Linked DNA regions of Mus musculus: all the other regions are linked to region 1. Evidence: chromatin contacts called from public HiChIP or PLAC-seq data. All regions are on one chromosome and are shown on one strand. Each heading gives the region's core, a stretch centred on a gene start, on an enhancer-like site or on the middle of the called end of the contact. The rest is flanking DNA. Distances are from core to core; before and after follow the strand shown. Region 1 holds the start of Vps13b (vacuolar protein sorting 13B). Region 2 overlaps Vps13b (vacuolar protein sorting 13B). Region 3 overlaps Vps13b (vacuolar protein sorting 13B). Region 4 overlaps Stk3 (serine/threonine kinase 3). Region 5 overlaps Vps13b (vacuolar protein sorting 13B).

Region 1 (2,819 bases), core at 169-2,668:
CTAGTCAATCTGAGGATCCATGAGTGATGTCATTTCTCCTGGTAAAAGGAACAGAACTTTACATGTGCGTGCTCTTGCTGTTTTTCACACTCGCCCACTGACCCAAAAGAAGAACAAGCATGTAATGTTTCCCCGTTTCATATGACATTGTAAGAGTGTGCATATTTGGCAGTGCTTGAGAACTGAGTAAACAAGCTGAAATTTCTATCGGCTGAAAAAATGTTGGGGAATCCTAACAGAATAAGCCCTTACGAGGCAAAAAGCCTTGTATTTGTTTGTTTGTTTGTTTGTTTGTTTTCTATAAAATGAAGTCTCTAACTACACAGTAGGCAAAACACGCTAACAGGAAATTTATTATCATTCAAAACATACTAGACAGGCTATGTCTATCAAGACGAAGATGTTCCGATGGCAGCTGTACTGCTTACCTGTTCCAGAACGTCCAACTTTAACTCGAGTTTGCTGAGAACCACGTCCCCACCCCATAGTGAAAGCTGGAGATCTGAAGGTTTTAAGTTCTTGATATAGCGATTCACATAACTCATTAAAATTGGAGTTACGTACGACTCCAGCATCTTCAAATTTAAGCGTCGAAGTCAGATCCTGAAAAGGGTAAAGACGGAAATTTTGTAAGTAACTGAATCGACAGGCAGCAACTGGAAATGCACTTCTCAGGAAGCTTGGCAAGGCCGCTCTCCCGGATCGCCCGCCCGCCCTCCGGGTCCGGGCGCGAGCTCCCCGCTAACTGAGCGCCTCACCTGACGAGGAGTAGGCAGAGAGGCTGGAGGCGGCCGGCCCCCGGGCGTGGGAGGACAGCACGTCCTGCTTCACTCCTACCCTAGCGCAGCCCAGCCAGAGGCGGTCGACTCCCGGAACGCAGGCGGATCTCCGGCCATAGGACCGAGCTGGCGTCAGGCCCGCTGCTGCCGCCGCCGCCGCACCCGCTCCAAGGTAAACACGCCACAGAGCGGCGGCGTGCGCTCTTCCTCCGGGTACCTGGCGTCCGCCGCGGAAACGCCTCACGCGTTCCGCGCCACTTCCGGGTGTGCGGGCTTCGCCGTCCGTCAGGTTTCCGCGGTGGGGACAAGGACCCCGCGCGTCTGCCTGCCTGGGACGACTCCGGCTTGGCTAGGCCGGGATCCCCGCTGCCACCGCTCTGGGTTAGGAATTAACTCTACGAAGAGCTCGGTGCGGGATGCGGACCGGTAAAGTGGAAGCACCGGCGATCCGGAAGTGGCGCTGCAGGGACACGGCGATGGCCGGGACGTGACCCAATACTGCCCAAGAGGCTTAGTAGTCGGAGGCGGCAGGAACGCAGGGTGCCGTGGAGGCGGGAGAAGTAGCCTTCGTTCTTCAAGCCCAGAAAATTGAGAAACGGTTGTTTTCCGTGGCTACTGGAAGAACTGGAAAGAGGAACTGGGATTCGGTAGGGTGGAGGTCAAAGACAGGTGGGAGGAGCTAAGAAAGGCGGAAGATTTAAATTTACTGCTGAAGTTTTTTTGCAAGGCCGGGAAAGTGGACGTGGGTACACAGTTGAGATCAGGGGTGAACAGCTTAAAAGAGTGAGCTTAAACCATACTGTACATAATCTCGTTCTCAAAGCAGAGGTGAAATAGCCCCTAGTTAGTGTGCATAGGGTGCATGGAATGGAGAGGACTGGCCTACCGTCTAATATGGAGGTCCCCAAAAAGCTGAGAGAATGTGAAAATAAGAGTCCTGAGCCAAAAGTGAAATAAGTGGTAAGGACAGTGTGGATTATGTTACGATGAAATAGATGTATAGATGTTAGTAGTGGTAACTTGTGGGCTAACAGCAATAACTCAAACATCTACCTTAGAAGATAATAGACTGAGTGGATAGAAATAGCATGGGATATGCTGCCTTTTTTTTTTTTTTAAACCAGCCTCTCTTAATTTTAGGTAACTTTTGAAGAAAACATAGTGTCTTGAAAATAGTTTTCCTTTATAGGTTATTCAATGCCCACTCATAAAACTTTTGAAATTAAAAAAAAATACTATTTCTTGAGAGAATTGGAGATTGCTATAGAAAATGGTATTCGTGAGACTGCCAAAGTTCATTTTAATAGTGAAAATAATGAATTAGATTTCGCAGGCAGAAAAAACAGCAAGCAATTGCTAATTCACAGCAGCTGCTTCCTCAAAAGCCTTAATAAATGACCATGTAATGTGAATGTTATGAAAGCCTAATTAGCAAAATAAACATTTTTCTTGTTACCCAAAATACTTGAACAGCAACTAGGTTGAATCCATGGCTGAGAAGTTTTAATATTAAAATTCCCATAAATCTATACATGTGTGACAATCTAATAAAACACTATCAGGATGTTACTCAGATGCTTAAAATAATATATAGAGTGCTAAACATGAAGTTTTTCTTTTATATCCAGAAAAAAGGTGCCAAATCCCTAGCCTAAAAACATTATCTGGATACAATTTGTTTGTTTACTAAAAGTTAATCATTTTCAACCCATGAGTGTTGTTCTATAATCAAAGTAAGTTTAATTCATTTGTATTATTATTGTTTGTCAAATGAGTAGGCTTCTCCAAAGATCCTCTGTTCTCACATCTTTTTTAAGATTTATTTATTTATTATATGTAAGTACACTGTAGCTATCTTCAGACACCCCTGAAGAGGGCAGCAGGTCTCATTATGGATGGTTGTGAGCCACCATGTGGTTGCTGGGATTTGAACTCAGGACCTTCAGAAGAGCAGTCAATGCTCTTAACCACTGAGCCATCTCTCCAAACCTCTCACATCTTTTCTAAGGCAATATACATAAACACAATATATTTTTGAAG
Region 2 (2,819 bases), core at 184-2,683, 500 kb before region 1:
AAAAAAAAAACAAAAAAACACCTCATTGTGGATGTTCCATACCACCACCAGATCTGAATACTAAATTATCATGGCTACAGAAATGAAATGAGATCTAATTTGGAAAAAAAAATAGCTTGTGTATATGAGTGAGAAGGACAGAGGAGAGGGAAAACCGATAAGATTTTAGAAACTATTTGTTTTGATGTTTGGTGTACTGTTACAACCCTGGGGCTTAGGAGACTCTCTCTTTCCAGGCTGAAAGGCTTTCTTCTTTTCTTCTTTACTTATTTAAATATACTTTTAATTGGAATTTAATTACATCATTTCTCCTTTCCTTTAACTTCTCCCATGTTCCAGTCCAACTCTCAAACTGGCAGCCTTTTTTATTATGTATAGGTGAATCTATATACCCATATGTGAATGTATTAACGCAGCCTGCTGTGCATGTCTTTGCTGTCTGTGCGTAAGGGGTTGTATACAGAAGTGGCTTGCAGAGTCCACACAGTAAGCCGTGTGCTTACTGTGTGCCTTACTGTTATGGAGAACAGTAAAAGCTTGGTGGAATGGTAAAAGATTTTGTGTCCAGTTTCAGAATGCAATTTCCTAATAGCTGGTGGAGATCAACAACAGAGAGGGTTACTAGGAATGAGGGACCAGGCCTCTTGTTTAAAGTATTCAAGCCAAAGCTGAGGGATCATTTCTTAGACTTGCTAGGAAATGTGATGCATGTCTGGATGACCACAGTAACTGAGTCAGAGGATGGGTATACATTTATCATAGAACAGTACAACCACTAAGAACTCTTAGGGCAGACAGGCACTCCAGCCTTAGTCTTATTGATACCACAGGTAGATCATCTCCTATATCTTTTAGAAATACTCATTTGTTTCATGTTTATGTCTTTGTCTATTTGATAATGTACAGAGTGTTTTGTCTTAATCCAAATTCTAAATATTTTCCAAAGACTTGATGAAGCATGATCTTTTTAATGAGGCCTCTAAATTCCCTTCACACTTACTGCCAGTTTTACATGAATTTGCAATTTGGGAACAAAGCTCATGTCGCACTCTTGGTATGTGGCATTTTAACCTGCCCTTGTGTAGGCAGAACTCTGAGAAGTAACGGGTTAATCAGGACCCTGCTTCCCTGCTTCCTGGCTTCCTCTGCAGTAAGTTCTCCTTCCACTGCTGTCGTCCACAGGAATGAGAAGTGCAAGTTCAGGTCCCTGATTAGACCCAGTCCAGGATGGACGACAGGGCCTACTTGCCCTCTTGCCAGTTGCTGCCTGCCAGTTTCATGAGAAAGGCCCCGTGGCTCCATTAGAGGGGTGCCCCTCTTCCAGGAGGAATGCTGTACCTATCATAGCCTCAGTTCACATAAGCTCTGCTCTGCTTGTTACAATCCAGATGCAGACGTATATGTTAAAAGCCTTACAACAAACTCAGTTATTGTGTGTGGTGAAGCCAGTCTTCAGATTTTTAATACTTCCTTTTTTTCCTTTCTACTTTTGTCATATGCTGCACACTTGAAAAAAATCTTTTAGAAACCACATTTTCACATCTTAAGAACATAGAAAAAAAAGTGTCAGATACTTTTTTCCCTTTGCAGTCTTAGAACTTCAAAAACAGCCAAAAGGAAGTTTTATAAAATACGTAAAAATATGTGCTGAGAGCTAAGGTTTTACATGCCAAGAGTTAGACTGCAGTGAATTTTTACTGCAGTTAATATTAACTCTTAGGAAAAGCAAAGCTTGGTGGAGTACAGGCTCAGTCTGTCGCAGGAGAGGTCCCAACGCTTTCATACACATTATTCTTGTGTGTACACGCATGAGAAGCAACTCTTGGGTATCCACTGGTGGATTATCCAAGAGTCTCTACTTCTCTTTACTTCTTTTCCTTCTCAGGAAAGGCCTTTGGCTATTTCACAGCTCATTAGCACCTCTACCAGAAGGCAGGTGGTGACAGGGAGAAAAGGTGGAACTAAAATCAGTAAATTTTACTGCTCGCGAGCAACTCTTGTAAAGGACGAGGGACAAAGGATCATCAGCACTAAGTGCTCATGTGCATGGTGTCAGAGGGCAGATATACATAACTACTGGTACATGCCCCGTATTACTTGCTCACATTTAAGAGTCATGCCCAGGCCTTTAATCCCAGCACTTGGGAGGCAGAGGCAGGTGAATTTCTGAGTTGGAGGCCAGCCTGGTCTACAGAGTGAGTTCCAGGACAGCCAGGGCTAAACAGAGAAACCCTGTCTCGAAAAACCAAAAAAAAAAAAAAAAAAAAAAAAGAGTCATGCCCATTAATTATACAAAAATTCAGGTCACGAACACAAGGACACTCACCTGTTTTTGCACTCCACTGAGTGCTCGGACTTTGATGATGAGTGAAGCGGTTCGACCCTTGTACTGAATTGTTCTAATAAATGTACCGGCATGGTCCACAGTGAAGGGCTCTGACCAACGCCAGTTACCCCAGCCTTCAATACAGATGTGTAACAGCTGGAAAGAAAAACAATAATCGTCATAATGCCAAACATGCCAACAAAAATCTAGTCCTAAAATGAAAGTCTTGTTGCTGGAAGACCTCTCTCTATTTGTAATCTCTAGCATGTGTTTTCTTTCTAACCTGCATTATTCATCGACTTCCAGCTTAGTTCACCAGGCTAAGAATAGCAAATATGCCACAGAATCAACGTTGTTTTCCAGATCACAGTTTGAAATAATGATTCTATCAAATGGCAAAAGGTCTGTTGAACATTTGAGGAGGAAAAAAAGCCATTTCATTCATTTGGAGGACAAGAGGTTTAAATGTGAGATCAAAGAACACTGGTCTTGG
Region 3 (2,819 bases), core at 94-2,593, 480 kb before region 1:
TCTGTTTTGCTTTGTAGGTTGAGCCTGTAGCTGGCTGTGTGTGGCTACTAGAGTGTACAGCCACGTGGTATTGTAGTTACTTGGATGCGTATTTCTTGCCACTGATAGTGCATTGCTGGGATGCAGTGACCATGGAAGGCTATACAGCTAGTGCTACTATGGTTGGGCTTGCCTGGTGCAGGCCTTGTGTGTGTGTGTATGCCTCTACTTTTGTGACTAATTAAAAAAAACAACAAAAGAAACAAATAGAATGAGACAAAGAAACAAATGTAACATCCTCACGTCACACAGGGCAAATGAAAACTCTAACATGGAAAAGTTGCACAAAAATTGGAAAATATATATGATCTAGGGTAAAATTATGAATGCAGTATCATATTGTGTGAGAAGCTTTTAAAAGAATTTGTACTAAAAGGTACTGGAGAGACGGTTCATTGGTTTGGTTCCCAGCATCTCTGTCAGGCAGCTCATCTCCAGGGCTCCTACACTTTAGCATCTGTGAACACCTGTACACATATCTACCCTACTCACTCCCACATATATTAAAAGTCTTTTAAAAGAGAATTTGTATTACAAAAGCTTAGAGTTTTAATGTCCTGTTAGATTAATTTGATTTAAAATTAAGATATTTAAATGAATATTTCATTGTATCTACATTTTCAAATTTTATGAGAATGGGGTGATTTCATGTGAAAAATCTCAAGATAACTAAAAGACAGGAATCTAGCTCTTAAGGTACAGACAAGAAAAGAAAGGAGGTGGAGTCTGAAGTGGAACAGACTCTGAAGCTGGCCTATGACCACATGGGAAAACTTGCTCTCTAATTGAATGACTTGCTTTTAATCACAAGCAGATAATAGTTTATTACCCAGAGTTTTAGAAATACACTATTCTTGGGAATACTTCCTAGGACTTCTTTTTCTCATTTAAGACCACATCTTTGCATTTAATTCATCTGTAGACTATCCCTGCAGGGCACATCTCTCTAATTATCCCCATCTAAAGTGACAGAATGGAATTATACCACTTGGAAAACAGACATCCTTTGCTGTGTCTTTTCTCAGTGCTCCTCAGGGCAAAGTTTGTCATTGTGGTCACTGTATGATTCTGACTGTGACTTTCTGCCTTTACTGTTGACAAGCATCTGCCTGGTACATCTGAATAGTGGTTATTTGCCCAGCACCTGTGCTGACTGCATACCGAGCTCTAGTCTAGCTCCTTACACAGAGCAGGGGCTGTTCACCCCCATTCTGGGAAAAGCAAAGCACAGAAGTACAGCATGCTTGTCCAGCACAGGACAAGAGCTCTGCTCTACAGGCCTGTCTCTTTCCCCAGCAGTACCCATGCTTACCAGGGAGCATGGCCTGTGAGCATTCCTGGGTCTCCATCAGATGCCACTACACAGGGAAATAACCACACACAGACATAACTGCAGAATAAACAAATCCCCAATCGGAACAATGGCTGTTTGTAAGACTGATTCGCAAATACCTGTGGGGATTTATGAGAACGCCAGCTGTACTGGTGACTGTGGAGACTCGCCAAAAGAATATTTTCATCAGTATCCACCTGGCCAAACCGCAGTGTCTCCTGTGTGTCATTACAGATCACAAAGTGGCTGAAGACCAACTCTTCTACCTCAGGGCATTTGTTCTGGAAGAAAAAGAATATGAAAGCCAATGTGCGTATCAGATTAATTGCAAGATGTTTGGCAGCTGTCTGCCCAGTGGCCATTGTTTTAACACACAAACGTTAAAGCATCTGCTGTCATTAGCTCTGGTATACAGAATATTCTATACTTTTAGGATAAGCACAACAAAAATATCTTAAAGACATTATATGTTCCAGGAATGTGTTTTGATTTATAGTCCTACAAAATAAATCATACACACAGAAGAGGAAAAGAACAATGAGATCCCACAAACGTTTAACATTTCTTAAAACGAATTAACATGCTATAAAGAGTGCTGTGCTGGGCTGTGCACATTTCTGAACAGAGTACCAGAGGCTAGAATTACCATGTTCCCAGCCCTCTAAACTCTACAATCAAGGCCAATTACCAAAGCCACAGTTTGTACCCTACAGAAAGTAAGGATCATTTAGGTTACTACAATCCTGGGTCCCTTAAGAGGGAGAGAGGGAGCGTGTGTGTGTGTGTGTGTGTGTGTGTGTGTGTGTGTGTGTGTGTGTGTGTATGTGTGTGTGTGTAAATCTGCCCAGGGAGAGATATAAATAAAACCATAACTTTCCCTCTATTGTTAAGAGGCTGAACAGATCAACTCCAGAACCCATTTAAAGGCCAAGTTGCAGTTTTTAAGAGGATTGGTGTTAGTTGAAAAGGTTTCCAGTATCTGTTTCACTCAGCAATGGGTCAGTAGCTAATATGTCCCATAAGCAGTAAAGGATCATCTAACTAGCATGAGGTTTCTATGCTGATACCTTTTTCTCAGCCTAATGAGTCCCTACTAGTTGTGACATCAAAATCACCGGCTGCACTGTCTTTATCACCCAGGTTGTAGCATAAAAGCAGTCACCATGGTTTTAGGAAACTAAAAGCATAGCTAAGAAAGCGATCCCCTTGAGGATCTAAACTTCCAAGTAGCTTATCAATTTGCAGGAGGTAACAGAGTAGACACCTGTCTCAAGTGGACCTCTGTTTCCTGGCTCAGGATCTACAGAAGGCCTCCCCCTTTATGGAGAAGAGGGGGGAAGTAAAGGGTGACCTAATTCAGAAGCAAGACGATGCAGGGGATTAGAATGATGCAGGGAACTAGGAAGTAGTACTTGGCGGTACTCAGCCAGTACAGAGACCAAACCTA
Region 4 (2,819 bases), core at 167-2,666, 350 kb after region 1:
CATGGAACCACCCAGATGCAGGTGCCTATGGCTGCAGCTCCTCTTACTTCTCCTTGAGTAGACTTTGGCTCTTTTTTCCCCACTGCTGTCCTGCAACTGTCCATAGAAGATCTGTTTGCCACCCTTGCCTCTTTTGACTTCTTTGATGTCTCATTTCTTGATTTCCCCCACCCCCATGGCTGTCGATCTTGAGTCCTGTACTCATTTTTAGTTCCTGTCTAGATAATTATTTTCTATATTGTTGAGACACTTAAAATCTAATATTCACACATTTGTTTCAAGCTTTAATTCAGTATCTTCCATTGTTTTTCATACTACCAGTTGCCAAATTCAAGAGTCTGGAAAATAGCTTTTGTCTAATCTTCCAGTTTTATTAGTCAAGTTCTATTGACATTTTCTTCCTGCCCAGTCCCCATAGCTAGAGATAATTCAGACTTCCATTACTCAGTACTTACTAAATGCATTACTCTTCTAGGAGTTCTTTATTCCCATTTTTCGGACTTAGTATTTTTCCCTCTGCATTTCTACATCACTCTAAATAGTAGTCCTCCATTTTGTCTTCTCCAGAGTCAATTTCACAACACTGCTAGATTTATCATCCTAAGTCACACAGATCATCCTGTTCCCTTCAAAACCTCTCCATCAGGAAGCAGTTTTACAAGTGTGAGGCTAGTTAGTAGTCAGATTCTTAAGAGTGTTATAGAAGGCCTTTGGCTCTGAGTATCTTTCTGTTTCCGTGCCTTTCGTTTTAGCCACACTTTATTTGTATGTGCTTCTAGGTATTTATCTTTGCCCCCTTTCTGCTCAGTGTTACGTTGTTACTTACAGTTTCTTCCATCTCTCCTCTAAACAGTCTCCATTGAGAACATCCTGAGCTTTCCCACCACCCAGTAAACCCCAAGCTCAGACATTTCATTATATTTGGGTGACTTTTCTAATTATGAGTTTATTGACACAGATGTACAGCAGCTAGTGCATTTTTTTTTGTAAAGGAAATGCAATGTTTTGTGACATGCAGGTATTAATGAAGTTAACGCTCTTGTATAAAATGGGAGTATTTCGATTTTCTTTGCACATGTAGTAACTCAGAAGGGAGACATGTCTCTGTTCATTGTGGAGTACCACCTTCTGAGCACAGCGGCCAGAGTGTTCATCAGAGCAGCTAGCTGTGACTTCTTATAAGAGACCCCTGAGAGGAGGAGGAGGAGGAAGAGGAAGAAGAGTGGGCCATCAGACTCTCACCTGAGAGTCTGTCTACACTCTTCTGTACCTCCCAGCCACCATATGTCGTACTGCTCCAATTGCATGTGGCCTCATGGTATTGGGAGGTTTACAAGGGCAGGTCTCTGTCTGTCAGATGTGGAGAAGTGGATATACATCATGCAGTGAGTATTTTTCATAGTCAGGCTTCTATGTATAACCCACCCTGACTCATGCCCAATAAACTTATTGGCTTCCCAACTTGGACTTTGGTGCATCCTACTTAAGTTATGGTGGATGACCTATAAGGGACAGGGACTCAATTATTCACATGTCTTCAGGGAAAGAGTTCTTACAATGATGGGGTAAGTCAATGAATGTGGTACTGTACACCTGGAACCCTAGCACCCAGGAGGTAGAGGCAGGAGGACCAGAGTTCAAGGCTATTTTAGATACATAGAAAGTTTGAAGCCTGGGCTACATGAAGCCCTGTTGTGCATGTTCGTGTGTGTAGGTTTCCATAATGGAACTGAAGGGAAGAGGGGCAGTATCAGCTTCATCAGTTTACAGCTGCCATGTGTTCAGCCCTGACTCAGGCCACGCATGAATGAAATCAAAAGAAACGAGAGAAGGGACCAGTGTTGCACTTTTCTTTTTCCCTGACAAAATGTTTCTTTTATTCACTTTATACTCATAATTCATCATATTTTATTTTTAGCCTAGTTTGGTTTTGAGAAATAAAATGGAAATCCTTTAGGTTAGCATCTGAAATGCTAATTTTAAACTTTACTATGGCACTTGTCCAGTAGAATCTGTTAAAAATTTTCCTGTAGGTCAGATCTAAGTTGAAAAGAATGAGGTAACTTTAATATGAACCCAGATTGTAATACAGTCTTTCTCTCCAGTGAGTTGGCAATTCACTATTCCATTTGTATTTTGAATTGGGGAAGCTGAGTTAATATGGATGTTTGCCAATGACAACAAATACTGGCAAGATAGTCCTGTTCTCTGGGCCTAATTATGTGGTTTTATTATAACATTTTTCACATAGTTGTTGGTACTTACTAGTCTTTCAAGGTGGATTGACTTGTTTGTCAATGACTCATATAAATTTTATTCTTTCTGAAGTTAAATCATTTCCTGCCAAGTCTTCTATCTTCCTAAGAAAGCCAGCTAACGTGTGTGTTTATGAATGTATATGTGTATATACATATAATATTCATTTTATTTAGCTATCCAGTTCCATCTCTTTGTAAGATTTTATATATTTTAAGTCCCCCCTGAGAAAGGCTAAGATGTAGGTATAGTGATTTATTCATTATTTATTCATTTGTCTTTTAGTGCTGGGTATCAAACTCAGAGCATTGGGCTTGTGAGGCAAACAGCTTACTACTGCTGAGTTACCCTCCCAGCCCTGTCTCATTTGTAAGTGCTTTTTCCTCACAGTGTTTTAGACATTGAGATATAACAATAAATGAAATGCATCCAGCCTTTTGCAAGGTACTTATATAACAAAAGTATTAAGTTGTATATGCACAAATTTTAAAATGATGATAAGGTTTATAACTGTAAGAGGGACACAGGATGACAAATGTGTTTGTGTTATTACATGTACACAG
Region 5 (2,819 bases), core at 237-2,736, 330 kb before region 1:
TCCATATAATAATAATAATAATAATAATAATAATAATAATAATAATAATATATATATATATATATATATATATATATATAAAATAATCCATATAAACATGGTAGCCAGCAACGCTACATGAGAAAAACAAATCTTCCCTACTCCTATTGTATTATCAAGTATTCTTAACAGGATTATTTAATAGATCCACTTCAGTTTTTCTTCCCTCTACTCAGACCCCTTCGTGGTTATAATCATATTAAAGAGACAAATGTGAAACCTATTTCTAGACAAGGTGTTATCCCTGTAAGTTGATTTCTTTCTTTGGCAGGGTCTTGTTATGTAGCACACATTTGCTGTGAACTCTCTATGCAGCCAAGCTGGCCTCAAACACACAGTCATGGTTAGTCCTTGTCTGTGTCTCATCTCCTGTACTATTTTAAAAGCATTTCATTTGATGACTAAATTTTTCAAGGATTCCCACATAATTAGAAATTTAGGCTTTTATTCTTGATAAGACACATCTACGAGGATTGATGGAAAATTCTAGGACAAGTTCTAAAAAGTTAAATTACAAGGTAAATAGTACGGAAATCTGTTAAGTTATTGAGTGTTTGCAAACACCTTTCCAAAACACTGCACTGGGACCTAAGACAACTTGGAATGGAGAGCTATTCCTAAAGCACAGTGCAGCTCCTAAGTGTTACGTATCAGTTACTATATTCCAATTTGACTGGCTAGAAATATTTTGTCAAATGCTACAAACTGTTGTAAGCTAACTCCCAAAGACACATTGTGAAATATTAAATAACTTAATAATCAAAGATAACGAGGAAGTGCTTATGAAGGTTTCCTAACAGTATTTATCTTGATTCTACAGTTGCTGAGAAACACAAAAGGCATTACCTATTTGAAACAATACAGTGTAACCCTATTCTTAGACAGTACCATGTTTTCTGAAGTTACACTATCCAAACTGTGCTCTTGTCCTGAAGTCAGTCTGTCCAAAGCGTGCTCTTGTCTGACCACAGCAATTCACTGAGCTGGCCACGGCTGGCTAAGAGTCTTCTTGATAATCTTAGTACTTCACACAATTCTATTACAGCATAAATTATATCATTCTAAAATATAAAATTCAATCATACTAAACTGTAGTATTAATATCAGATTTTTTAGAACACTATGGTTATATGGTGGACTGCATATGCCTCGGTTTCCACTAAATTATGGGACTGAAAATGTTCTGTTCCATTGAGATGCCCTGGTAATGCTAATGCCACCTAACAATGAATTTCTCACATTTCTGTGACATGAGCTTAAAGAAGCCTACTATACTGCCATCATATTAAAGTGCACTACAGTACACACTACTATGCCACACAGTACATGATACTTGATTATATAACACTGACACTATTTTCACTGCTTTCTGTGGTGACAACTCAGAAGGAAGGAAGGAAGGTTGGGACACAATTAAATGGAGAAGCAGGTCTAGCTCTAAGTCACTGGTTCCTTTTTGGCCAGGCTGCCAAACAACAGTGACTCCGAGGGCTTGTCTGGCAGATGATCATGTGGGTGCATGGGGGCTTTCAAGGGAGAGAACTCTTACTTTTGCGCTGTATCCTTATTTTAGTTGTGTTCTGATGCTTACCACAGGGTTATGGTAAACAATACAGTTTTGCTCCCCTTTTACATGTTGTATTCACTACCTTTCTTGATTGTATTATTTTCTTTTATATTTGGTTAATAATGGCCCCCAAACAATGTGATATCACACACACACATGTTCAGCAGGCTATACCATCTAGCCTGATACACATTCATACTCCTATGAGAAGAGTGTTTAATGAATGGTACACATACTTCTCAAAGGACTCCTACACATAAGTTATAGTGATACATAGCTATATATAGGTCTGGGAGTCAGACAAACCTGGGACCAAGTCCTATACTTTGGATAACTGTAAACCTTTGTTAAGGATATTCATAAAATGGAGTTAATTATTCCTCACAGTGTCAGTATGAGGATCTGAAAATGCAGTCTACCTTAGAAAGTAGCAATGCCTGGCACAAAGAACATTCTTCAAACTAGGCAGGTGCTAAAGGTCTGTAGCTTTTACCCGGTGAAGAACTCCTAGATGGACTGATCTCTATCATTGTATAGGTAGGGATGTGTCCTCACACACCAAAGATGATCCTTAAACGTGCAGTGATAATTGTTCTTCCTATACTAGTAATAAAAATTAACAAGTCACATAGCAGACTGAATTAATGATTGTCAGGATGCAAATACATGTTTTTGAAGACTTTCCAATACTGCACTTTGTAATTTCTTTCACAGACTCATTCATGAAGCCTTTGGGGTTGTACATCCTCTATGTTGTCAGCTGAGCATACTGTAAGTAATATTTAGTCTCTGGATGGACCTCCTTAAAATGGAGTATTCATATGCATGGCTAATACATTATTGAATGAGATGATGTACCGAAAACAAGAATAAAATGCTTTATCCATGTGTCTCAGTAAGGGTTTCTATTTCTGCACAAACATCATGACCAAGAAACAAGTTGGGGAGGAAAGGGTTTGTTCAGCTTACACTTCCACATTGCTGTTCATCACCCAAGGAAGTCAGGACTGGAACTCAAGCAGGTCAGGAAGCAGGAGCTGATGCAGAGGCCATGGAAGGATGTTTCTTTTTGACTTGCTCAGCTTGTTTTCTTATAGAACCCAAGACTACCAGCCCAGGGATGGCACCACCCACAAGGAGCCCTCCCTCCCTTGATCACTAATTGAGAAAATGCCTTACAGCTGGATCTCATGGAGGCATTTCCCTTCTCTGT

Evidence for each region. HiChIP or PLAC-seq counts read pairs in DNA pulled down with a chosen protein or histone mark.
Region 2: an H3K4me3 HiChIP or PLAC-seq map of bone marrow-derived macrophages shows a contact between it and region 1, with 4 times the contacts expected there. The contact joins the enhancer-like site here to the promoter of Vps13b in region 1. A contact is called at or near these places in 6 of 39 promoter capture datasets (cranial neural crest, hematopoietic stem and progenitor cells, hippocampal neurons and 3 more), 7 of 115 datasets of contacts at active chromatin or transcription factors (acute myeloid leukemia, bone marrow-derived macrophages, embryonic forebrain and 4 more) and 3 of 9 other capture datasets (adipose tissue, liver and macrophages).
Region 3: an H3K4me3 HiChIP or PLAC-seq map of bone marrow-derived macrophages shows a contact between it and region 1, with 3 times the contacts expected there. The contact joins the enhancer-like site here to the promoter of Vps13b in region 1. A contact is called at or near these places in 3 of 39 promoter capture datasets (HPC-7-derived erythroid cells, cranial neural crest and hippocampal neurons), 4 of 115 datasets of contacts at active chromatin or transcription factors (bone marrow-derived macrophages, embryonic stem cells and forebrain) and 2 of 9 other capture datasets (liver and macrophages).
Region 4: a CTCF HiChIP or PLAC-seq map of the NIH/3T3 cell line shows a contact between it and region 1, with 9 read pairs. The contact joins the enhancer-like site here to the promoter of Vps13b in region 1. A contact is called at or near these places in 1 of 39 promoter capture datasets (HPC-7-derived erythroid cells), 1 of 15 datasets of contacts at CTCF or cohesin (the NIH/3T3 cell line) and 2 of 115 datasets of contacts at active chromatin or transcription factors (the SCID.adh cell line and vascular smooth muscle cells).
Region 5: a contact with region 1 is called in an H3K4me3 HiChIP or PLAC-seq map of bone marrow-derived macrophages, with 5 times the contacts expected there. The contact joins the enhancer-like site here to the promoter of Vps13b in region 1. A contact is called at or near these places in 1 of 39 promoter capture datasets (cranial neural crest), 2 of 484 Hi-C or Micro-C datasets (the N1E-115 cell line and nephron progenitors), 4 of 115 datasets of contacts at active chromatin or transcription factors (the 230-238 cell line, bone marrow-derived macrophages, embryonic stem cells and 1 more) and 3 of 9 other capture datasets (adipose tissue, liver and pancreatic islet).

The regions. Positions count from the first base shown.
Region 1 is chr15:35,369,717-35,372,535 of GRCm38.p6, reverse strand. Vps13b (vacuolar protein sorting 13B) reads right to left here and starts at 1,418. Exons shown (of 62, transcript NM_177151.4): 1 at 759-1,418; 2 at 429-603. The coding sequence starts at 575. It overlaps LOC115488525 (a long non-coding RNA gene), which reads left to right. Exons shown (of 2, transcript XR_003951638.1): 2 at 376-2,308.
Region 2 is chr15:35,868,950-35,871,768 of GRCm38.p6, reverse strand. Vps13b (vacuolar protein sorting 13B) reads right to left here. Exons shown (of 62, transcript NM_177151.4): 44 at 2,327-2,482. All of the region lies in intron 2 of Gm41292 (a long non-coding RNA gene), which reads left to right. Among named protein-coding and RNA genes, the nearest start is that of Gm41292, 17 kb to the left of the region's middle. Within about 2 kb of position 1,433, at least 15 of the 459 cell types and tissues checked have an H3K27ac peak or open chromatin away from gene starts, as enhancers often do. A contact at or near this core is called in bone marrow-derived macrophages, where this site is marked.
Region 3 is chr15:35,845,680-35,848,498 of GRCm38.p6, reverse strand. Vps13b (vacuolar protein sorting 13B) reads right to left here. Exons shown (of 62, transcript NM_177151.4): 43 at 1,492-1,653. Among named protein-coding and RNA genes, the nearest start is that of Gm41292, 40 kb to the left of the region's middle. Within about 2 kb of position 1,343, at least 21 of the 459 cell types and tissues checked have an H3K27ac peak or open chromatin away from gene starts, as enhancers often do.
Region 4 is chr15:35,020,353-35,023,171 of GRCm38.p6, reverse strand. All of the region lies in intron 6 of Stk3 (serine/threonine kinase 3), which reads left to right. Among named protein-coding and RNA genes, the nearest start is that of Gm52204, 110 kb to the right of the region's middle. Within about 2 kb of position 1,416, at least 37 of the 459 cell types and tissues checked have an H3K27ac peak or open chromatin away from gene starts, as enhancers often do. A contact at or near this core is called in the NIH/3T3 cell line, where this site is marked.
Region 5 is chr15:35,704,363-35,707,181 of GRCm38.p6, reverse strand. The region is part of intron 33 of Vps13b (vacuolar protein sorting 13B); the gene reads right to left. Among named protein-coding and RNA genes, the nearest start is that of Mir875, 45 kb to the right of the region's middle. Within about 2 kb of position 1,486, at least 13 of the 459 cell types and tissues checked have an H3K27ac peak or open chromatin away from gene starts, as enhancers often do. A contact at or near this core is called in bone marrow-derived macrophages, where this site is marked.